Linked DNA regions of Mus musculus: all the other regions are linked to region 3. The links are chromatin contacts, called in public Hi-C and promoter capture Hi-C maps. All regions are on one chromosome and are shown on one strand. Each heading gives the region's core, a stretch centred on a gene start, on an enhancer-like site or on the middle of the called end of the contact. The rest is flanking DNA. Distances are from core to core; before and after follow the strand shown.

Region 1 (3,165 bases), core at 63-2,562, 360 kb after region 3:
GCGTCTTGCTCACCATACAGCTCCCTAAGCACCGCTGCAGGGCGCCATTGGATTCGAGTGGTCTAGCTTCGTCTACAAGATCCTCCCTCCTCTTATCAATGAGGAAACAACATGAGTGCTTGAGACACTTGCCTCAGGACACTACCAAGCAGGGAGAAGTTTCAGTTGCCTAGCTTCAAAACCTTTGTCTTCCTCCTCACACAGTACCATACACATACGTGTGTGTGTGTGTGTGTGTGTGTGTGTGTGCGCGCGCAGGTATGTGCATGTTCCTATGTGCATGCCTGTGTGCATGAGAAATGCCCTGACCCATCTCATTCCCTTTGGATCCATACATCTCTACTGCATCTTCCTGCCTGCCTTCCCGGCAGGCCAGATCTCTTGTGCTCCTAGGCCTGTCTTCTATCTGCTTGAAACCATGCTGTCTCGCTCTCTCCTCTATGGAGGCTCCTTGGATCCTTCAGAAAAAGCTCTGTGCTCCTCGCTGTGTGGCTCTCGGAGTCGCAGTGGCACCATCTCTTAGCACTTGTGCTGTCCTTGGATTGGTGGTCCTCGCCTGAGGACAAAAGTTACCTGTTCCCCCTGGATCTCCTGTTCAGTGGATATTTGAGCTCAGACATTGGTGTGCAGGTTCCTGGGAGGTCCTGGAATGGAAAGAGGCTCCACTGTCCTTGGCTGCTGAAGGTCACCTTGAAGGACAGATGGTTTGCATCATCCCCTTGCACGTCAGTTGTCCTCTGGGCAATGGTTGGTCTTTCCATGAGGCTCCTGCAGTGAGTGACCTTTATGGCTTTGCTGCCTGCTTTTAGGTCCCCTAATTAGGATGGATGCCCGAATGACCCTTAAGACTCAAGCTTAATATTCTCATCTGTTCCCAGACAGGTACTTGGCACTCACACGGCATTCTGCAGAGGCTGTTGGGGGACACATTGCAAACAACCTTTGGCCAGATGGGGCTGGGCTCACACAGAGCCCCTCAGGGCAGGGACCCTGAGGGAAGCAACGATTCTTCTGTCACCACGAAGGAAGAGGAGAACAGAGATGGAGAAGGCCACAGGTAAGAGAGTTATTGGCAAATTCAGTGGTGCTGGGGGCATGCTTAGGCCCTGCACGGCTGACAGCAGACATCACTGTCTATAAGAACAGCGATGGCTGCCAGGTTGGTGGTACAGGTCAGGGGAGGGAGTGGCATTTCTGCTCTGAGATTCCCCCAGAAAGAGAATCACTAATGGTTGCTTTCAGGAAGCCAAGTCCCTATGTTTGGACTCCACTGATCAAAAGGCAACAATTTAATTAGGTAATTGTTTCCATAGAAACCTGGGCATATTAATTATTGCTCTACAAGCTTCCCTAGTTGTGCAGAGGAGGGTTTTGCTGCGCTGAGCTCTGAGCTTGCACTGGTGGGAGCTGGGGGCAGTATCGGGAGTACTGAAGGAGCTTGGAAATCAATACATTCACCTGCAGAGGGGGAGGGGCCCGGATGGGGAGGAGCCCTTCCTCAGTACGGGAACAGCTGCTGGTCATTGCCAGCTCAGAGTTCCCTCAAGTGTGTGTGGTGCAGAGAACAACCCTAGATAGAGTTTCTCAGGAGCTGTCTGCCTGTTTTGAGACAAGGTCCGGCACTGGCCTGGAACTTGCCAAGTAGGCTAATGAGGGAGTTCCAAGGATTCTCCTGTCTCTGCCTCCCCAGCAATGGGACTCTAAGTGAATATTGCCACACCCCTTTTTTAGAATCATGGATTCTAGGGATTAGGCTCAGGGCCTAATGCTTGTGAGAGAAATACTTTACCAGTTGGGGTACCTTCTTCCCATCCCCAGTCTTTTTAATTAAAAAAAATTTTTTTTTTTCTTGAGACAGGGTTTCCCTGTATAGCTTTCACTGTCTGGGAACTCACTCTGTAGATCAAGCTGGCTTCAAACTCGGGGAGATCTGCCTGTCTCTGCCTCACGAGTGTTGAGCTTATAAGTGTGTGTCCCTGCTCCCAACTCTCTCTCTCTCTCTCTCTCTCTCTCTCTCTCCCACACACACTCCCTCTCCCTCTCCTCTCCTCTCCTCTCTTCTCTTTTCTTTTCTCCCCCCCCTCGTCCCTCTTTCTTTCTTAATTTTTTGGAGGCAGTTTCTCATGCTCTTCCTGCCTATACCTGCAGAGTACTGAGATATGGTTCTGGGAATGGAAGTGAGGACTTCCTGTATGTTAGGAAAGAACTCTACCAACTGAGCTCCATGCCCAGCCCTCCCATTCCTGTCAGGGCTGGCCATTGTGAGGTAAGGGAAGGTTATGTGTGTGTGAGTGTGTTTTGTCCACTTGCCATCCCACCCACACCCCGCCCAAGTGAAGGAGCATTTCAGGCGGCAAGGCCTTACTGTCTGCTTTTTTTTGGCAGGGTTCGAAGCTCCACATTCCTTCTGGTAGGGCCAAATAATCTCCAGAAAGCCAGAAGCGTCCACCCTTGAACACATCTGAGGATGGAGTAGCCCACTTCACCCTGCATTTTCTATAGCTTCCTCTGCTGGACTGAATTAGGCCAGAGAGCGGTGTGCAGTCTGTGCGCATAACCTGCATTTCTAAAGCTTGTTGACTGTAAAGGTCCTCTTTGGAGCTTGACCCCGTGCTGAACAGATGAGATCAGTCATCTTAACCTGGCATCTGAAAAGCTTATAAACAGGAAGTATAGTTTCTTAGCCCTTTATAACGCACCGTGTTTACCCTTTGGCTGTCTTCACATCCCACTCCCAGCATCCTCTGGGCTTTTGTCTCTCATGTTGCCGCAGGCAAGCAGGACACACTCTAGATCCTCTGAGCTGCCCTCCTCTGTTTCTAAGCCAAGATAAAAGATGCCTTTGAACCCTGAAGCTGTATCAGTTTACACCTTGGTCATTAGCAGAGCTCAAGGCTTAGCCTGCTGGAGATGATTCATCCCCTGACCCACAATGGCAGAAGAAAATCGTGTACAGCGTTCACCTTGGAGTACAGCAAGGATCCAGCACTGAGCTAGGCACTGTGTGTGTTCTACGCTCTCTGTCTGCCTGTAAGTGCTTGCATCCCAAAGTGCCATGCTGTGCACATGGAACTCAAGAGGACAATTTGTGGAAGTTGATTTTCTCTTTCTACTATGTGCGTTCTGAGGCTCGAACTCGGGTTGTTGTGCTTGGCAGCAAGCACC
Region 2 (3,157 bases), core at 157-2,656, 260 kb after region 3:
TGTGTGTGTGTGGTGTGAGGTATGTGTGTGTGTGGTGTGTGTGTGTGTGTGTGTGTGTGTGGTGTGTGGTGTGGTGTGTGTGTGTGTGTGTGTGTGGTGTGAGGTGTGTGTGTGTGTGGTGTGTGTGTGTGTGTGTGTGTGTGTGTGTGTGGTGTGTGTGTGTGTGTGTGTGGTGTGAGGTGTGTGTGTGTGTGGTGTGTGTGTGTGTGTGTGTGTGTGTGTGGTGTGAGGTGTGTGTGTGTGTGGTGTGTGTGTGTGTGTGTGTGTATGTGTGTATGTGTGTGTGGTGTGGTGTGGTGTGTGTGTGTGTGTGTGTGTGTGTGTGTGTGGTGTGTGGTGTGTGTGTGTGTGTGTGTGTGTGTGTGTGTGGTGTGGGGTGTGTGTGTGTGTGTGTGTGTGTGTGGTGTGGGGTGTGTCTGTGTGTGGGTGTGGTGTGGTGTGTGTGTGGGTGTGGTGTGGTGTGTGTGTGTGTTGCAATTATTAACAGGAAGTACATTAGTCTCCTCCTGCTGTGTAACAAGTCATCCCAGACATAGTGATACAAAACATGGGTGGTCAGGAGAGGGGAGCAGGCACAGTAGGGCATGTCAGAGGGTGGGGGGTGGGGTGGGCAAGGATGGAGTGTGGTGGGGGCGGAGGGGGGTGTTCAGCAGGCCACTGTGGTTCTAAATCACTTGTAGGTGGCAGCAGTGTGCCTGCTGCGGCTGCTGTCAGCTCAAGGTTCACCTGGAAAGCACCTGTTTCCAGCTCACTCCCACGCAGAGATTTGGTTCCTCCTGGAGGAATCCCAGAAGCCCCTGCTCTCAGGGTTGCAGCCTGTGCCCCATAGAGAGCTCTGAAAAAGAGCAAAAGCCAGTGTGTCCTCACGTTAGCAACGGTACCCATCACCATTTTCCTATCCTATTCATGGGGTGCATCACTAGGTCCCTTGTGCCCTTGGGAAAGACTAAATGTTAGTGTTGATACAGCAAAATGGGGGTCACGGGGGACATTTTGGAAGCTTCCCACCACAGGAAGCAGAGACACCATTTCTGGAAACCAAGAGCAAGTTTCACGTCTCAGGCCATATATTTCAGCTGTGCGGCTTTGGCCTCGCTGACTGATGCTTGTGGTGGCTGCTGGCTGGATTGACCAGAGGCTGCTGGGAGCTGAGGTGACTGTCAATCTCTGAGCTGTGCCTGGCTCAGTGGAACCTCAGCTCCTGCAAGGGAAGGACATTTCTTAGGAGAAGCTAAGTAATGAGCCAGAGCCATCGTTCCTGAGATACAGAGTCCCTCTGCAGCTGCTGTCTCCTAGGGACTCCTGAGGGACTTTGAAGCCCTTTGGCAAGCCCTGGGCTGCCTCTGTGGCTGAGGCCACAGGTGGGGGACAGTGTTGATCCTCTCTCCGTTCCTTGGCGATCCCAGCAGGGCTCTGGGGCACAGGTGCAGCAGGAAGGATTAGATGGGATTTTCTCCCAGCCCTGCTCAGACCTGGTTCTCAGTGGGTGAAGGATTTGACCCAAACTCCCCTTCACCATCTGCCCTGTGAGCTGGAATCTTTTGTGAGTCTGTCACAGACTCACCATGCCCCGTTGACAGTCTCCTCGGGGTCCCAGATGCCCTGGCCATGGTCTTGTTCCTTCAGTGGTCCCCAAAGGGTCTGTCTAGAGGCAGAGGCTGAGGCCCATCCCTGGGCAACAGAGGGCATTAAAGCATTTCCCAGGATGTAGCTGGCCTCTGTGTCCACTGTTCAGTTGTTTTGAGACAGGGTCTCATTACGTTCTTTTTAAAAAATATTTTTATTACCGTGTGTGTGTGTGTGTGTGTGTGTGTGTGTGTGTTGTGCCTGTGGATACATGTGTGAACTTGTGAAGGTCAGAGGGCAGCTCGTAGAAACTATCCAACTCAGGTTGCTCTCAGGTGTGGTGGCAAGCAAGCGACTTCACTTGCTGGTAATCCCCCTGCATCTACTTCCCAAGTACTGGACTCTCAGATAGGAACAACAACAGTCTACTCCGAGTTCCATTCTTTCCAAAGCAGCGCCTCACGCCCAGGCTGGCTTTGAACATGTTGTATTGCCCAGAACGACATTGAAATACTCTTCTTCTGCCTCAGTTTCTCCCCGCTGAGATTTCAGACAGGAACCATCAAGTCCAACTCCCTCAAGTTGATTGTTGTTTTTGCTTTTAGTTTTATGTTTACATTTACTAGACAAGCTCTCCTTTTGTACCTCTCACTGGCTTGGCCCTAGGTAGGCCAGGCTGGCCTTGAACTCACGGAATCCGGTGGGCTCAGCCTCTTAGGTTCTGGAATTAATGGTATGCACTTGTACTAGGATGCTCAGATTTTTTTCCTTTAAATAGGCTCTCAGTAGCCTAGGATGACCCTGAACTCCTGATCCTCCTGACCCTACCTCTCAAAGGGTGAGACCGCAGACATGAGCCACCACACTGGGGCTCCAAGATGGATTCTTTCCACAACGAGAGGATAAATCTCTTCCTAATTGGGGCTTCCTATTATTCTTCTCCTCTAAGTCTTGTTATGTGTGGGTCAGGAGGTTTCCAACAGAAGTTTAAAAGACAGAGGCTTTTCAGAACAAAACCACTAAAGAACAAAAGATCTATGTTACAATAACATTGGCAAATATTTATATAGCACTTAACATTCATTAGACACCACTTTGTATGCTTTTCATACAATAGACCCCCTCTCTCAGGGCTAAGGGTACTGTCACCAGCACAGAGAGTCACTTACCCAAAGCCACACAGCCACTGCCTAATGGAACTGAGACTCAGACCCATGCAGTTTGGCTGCACACTAACAGCCATTGTATGAATTTGGCAATAGGTGTGATAAACTAAATATTTCATCACCCCAGGGACCGTGCTCACTCATCCCTGAAAAGCCACATATATCCCCATGTTCTGGATAAGAAAACAGGGTGAGAGGGATGGTGGATGGATGGGGGTTGCTGAGGGGACCTGCCCTCTACACAAGGGCATGTTTCTTTCCTCAGTGCTAAGGTCAAGCCCAGGGTCTCACAAATTCTAAGTAAGCCCTCTGCTACAGCCTGCAATCTCAAACCTTGCACACTCGTGAGCAAAAAGTCAGCCACTCCTGATGCATGGCTGCCCCCAGTGGTCAAAAGGGGAACTGCACCTCTCCTCTTAAAAGCT
Region 3 (2,939 bases), core at 244-2,743:
TACACACACACTCATACACACACACACACACAACACACCCTGCTGACACTAAGAGTTGCTCACAGCAGGGCAGGTACGAATGTTCAGGGCTGACTTGGGATTAGATATCTGGAGGAGTTCACCCCTGGAAAAGACTGATTGTCCCGCCCACAGCAGCCACTGATTGCCTGTGGCTCTTCATCCAGGGGTGGGGCCTTGTGAGTCCCCACCCACTTTGCATGCCTTGTGTTTTCATAGGGAGGGATGGAACTCAGGTTCCTGCACTTGCAGAGCAAGTACTTTAGGAGCTGAGCCATCTCCTCGGCCCAATTGCTATCTTTATAAAACAGGAATTTGGATCTAGTTTCCAGAGAATAGAAGCTTTCTGGTAAATGGAGACCAAGTGGGGAACACATTTGATGACACTGCCCATGGTGAAGCCAGGGACCACCACAGTCTCTCGGGGTGGGGGGGGAGGTGTCAGAAGACTGTGACAGATCTAAAGAACATTCTCCAAGGCCCAACACATGCCGCACTGGGAAACAGGGCCTGTGATGGCCTTCTGTCCGTATGCTCTGTGACGTCCCAGATGCCCTCTTCCTATCTGTGCTCGGGCTCCACTCTGACTGTGGTGTTTCTACGCTTTGACGGGCTTGTCCCAGAGTCCTACCTGGCTTTTCATGCTCTCAATCTCCTTCTGCCTGAGATCGTCGCCTTCATCCACGCCCTGGAGCTTCGGGTCACACCTGTTACTCTGCCTGGCTGCGGCGACAGCGGCTGTCTCTGACAACCTTTGGCTCAGGTCGGCCACCTCAGCCTGCAGGTTCATGATCAGAGCGTCTTTATATTTGGACTCCATTTCAAAGTCAGAGAGCCGATTAACCTCTCTCCCCAAGAGCAGAATGATCTCGTCCTGTGTGGGGACAAGAGGGAGGCTTGGTATGGGTGTGGGTGGCAAGCTGGGCCTGTTTCTACAATCTAGGAGGAACTGGGTGTCACTAAGGGAAAGGCAGGTGAGGGGGAGAGGGCAGGCAGAGGGCCTGGAGAGAAGAGAGTTGGGCTAGAACCACATATCCGTACCTAGATGCTTATAATGGAGTCTCCCAGGAATAGAATCTCTTTTTTTTACCCAGAAAAAAAAATACTTTCATGTGGTAAACCACAGCCCCCTGGGAATGTCAGAGGACATTCTGCACACTCCCTTACAAGGCCCATGTTCAGGGTGTTGGAGACCCAGCACAGGTAAATGGATTGGGATACATGGGAATGCACTCTGACCATCAAGAGGACATTATTAGTTTAATAGTTTTTATGTATTCTGAAGAGGTCATTTCTCTCTTTCTCTTCTTCTGGGAGTCCCTGTTTCCCTCTGTCCGCCTCAGGGAAAATGTACTCAGCGAACAGAGTTGAATCAGGAAACAGAACACTGAATGCTTGTGAACACTCGGGTGGGTGGGGGGGTGGGGAGCTGTGGGTGGAGTTCCCCACGGGTGGAGCCAATGTACCTCCTCACTAGGAAAACACGGGAACCAAGACGTCTCTGTTTCTCCAAAGCTGGAACAGGTACCCTGAACCTCTCAGAGTGATGGAAAGACGGGAAAAACTGAATTCTAGCTGTGTGCCTGGGGAAACAGATGGTGTCACGGGCACGAGGAAGCCCACGGGCGTTGCCAAGGACCTCTGGGTCCTTGTGAATGTCTGTTACAGCTCTTCCAGGAGACTCTGTTTCTTTTGTTCTGTATCTTCAGCATTTTACCCAGCCTCATCCACAGCGAGCCACCCTGGGCCTCCACACTCAGCAGCACAGAATTGATTATCTTTTTGTGCCACAGAGATCTACTGGGCACCTACTGTGTGCTGGGCTCTGCACTGGATGTAAACAAACCTTCAGGTACAGTGTCCTGCCGTGGTTTTCGTTCTCTCTGGTGCTGTCCCTGGTCTCTATGCCCTCCTTAAGGGAATGTCATCTGCTCCTTCCGGGTGGCTTTGGTAAGAGTGGATGTCAATCAAGTAGCTCACTTCCTGTCCTTCCTGCTCCTGTCCCTGTGACCCAGGCTGGTCAACCAGTTGTTTCTGGTGTGGATTTTGGGTCGGGGCAGGGGTTCCCCCCTCTCTTTGTATCATGGACTTTAAGTACAGAGCTTGACCATAATCATCCGGTCAGCACAGGGAGCTAGCCTGCTGGGGACTGTCAAACTGCAGGAAAAACAAAGAGTAGAACAGGCAATGGGGACATTCCAATGACATCCCTGAAGATCCTGGATGTACCATGCCTGAGGCTTGATAGCCTTTCTTTTTTCTTTTTTAAAACTATTTACTTGTTTTATGTTTATAAGCATACTGTAGCTATCTTCAGAAACAACAGAAGAGGGCATCAGATCCCATTACAGATGGCTGTGCGCCACCATATGGTTGCTGGAAGAGTAGTCAGTGCCTTTAACTGCTGAGCCATCTCTTCAGCCCCGCTTGCCAGCCTTTCAATAAGACTAGCTAATGAACATTTTCCACCCCCATTGTTGACTGCCACTTGTCCTTGAAGGTGCTTGGGAAATCAGGGCATAAAAGGTTCAAAACAGCAAAAACAATTCGGTTTTCACTTTGTTCCCACCTTAATAGGAGTTACGACGACAGCGGTAGATCAAATGTGACAAAAACTTTGTGGCTTTTGTCACTGAGTGGTATCAATGTCTACTGTCCACCAAGCAAGTCTGTGGCTCCAGGGGATGGATGGAAGCTAGCAGAGGTCACAGTACAGAGTGAGCTCTGAGTAAGCTGTCGGGATGCTGTGGTATCTGCCCTGGGGACCTGGGGGCTGCTCTGCTGGGGAGACACTGCACGAACAGGGCTTGCCATTTCCCCATCTGGCTGAAGGCCCAGACCTACGGCTGCTACCACCTAAGAGCATCAGCCCACAGCACTCTGAGTTGACTGTAGCTGTGTATAAGCACCCACAGGGGAAT

The links. Promoter capture Hi-C pulls out the DNA fragments that hold promoters and counts their contacts. Hi-C and Micro-C count contacts between places; a contact is called where the count stands out from the background.
Region 1: a promoter capture Hi-C map of hippocampal neurons shows a contact between it and region 3, with 2.6 times the contacts expected there. The contact joins the enhancer-like site here to the promoter of Fhad1os1 in region 3. A contact is called at or near these places in 6 of 39 promoter capture datasets (embryonic stem cells, hippocampal neurons, liver and 2 more), 1 of 15 datasets of contacts at CTCF or cohesin (embryonic stem cells), 6 of 484 Hi-C or Micro-C datasets (LSK cells, embryonic stem cells and olfactory sensory neurons) and 1 of 115 datasets of contacts at active chromatin or transcription factors (astrocytes).
Region 2: a Hi-C map of olfactory sensory neurons shows a contact between it and region 3, with 4 times the contacts expected there. The contact joins the enhancer-like site here to the promoter of Fhad1os1 in region 3. A contact is called at or near these places in 8 of 39 promoter capture datasets (embryonic stem cells, frontonasal cranial neural crest, hippocampal neurons and 3 more), 24 of 484 Hi-C or Micro-C datasets (the HL-1 cell line, cerebellum, cortical neurons and 9 more) and 11 of 115 datasets of contacts at active chromatin or transcription factors (astrocytes, bone marrow-derived dendritic cells, embryonic stem cells and 4 more).

What each region holds. Positions count from the first base shown.
Region 1 is chr4:142,343,624-142,346,788 of GRCm38.p6, forward strand. Gm46875 (a long non-coding RNA gene) reads left to right here. Exons shown (of 3, transcript XR_003955299.1): 1 at 1-3,165. Among named protein-coding and RNA genes, the nearest start is that of Gm46875, 41 kb to the left of the region's middle. Within about 2 kb of position 1,313, at least 6 of the 459 cell types and tissues checked have an H3K27ac peak or open chromatin away from gene starts, as enhancers often do. A contact at or near this core is called in hippocampal neurons, where this site is marked.
Region 2 is chr4:142,245,480-142,248,636 of GRCm38.p6, forward strand. No RefSeq gene overlaps it. Among named protein-coding and RNA genes, the nearest start is that of Gm35531, 8.8 kb to the left of the region's middle. Within about 2 kb of position 1,407, at least 14 of the 459 cell types and tissues checked have an H3K27ac peak or open chromatin away from gene starts, as enhancers often do. A contact at or near this core is called in differentiating embryonic stem cells, epiblast stem cells and olfactory sensory neurons, where this site is marked.
Region 3 is chr4:141,981,499-141,984,437 of GRCm38.p6, forward strand. Fhad1os1 (forkhead-associated (FHA) phosphopeptide binding domain 1, opposite strand 1) reads left to right here and starts at 1,494. Exons shown (of 4, transcript NR_040672.1): 1 at 1,494-1,542; 2 at 1,728-1,870. It overlaps Fhad1 (forkhead-associated (FHA) phosphopeptide binding domain 1), which reads right to left. Exons shown (of 32, transcript NM_177868.4): 5 at 650-892.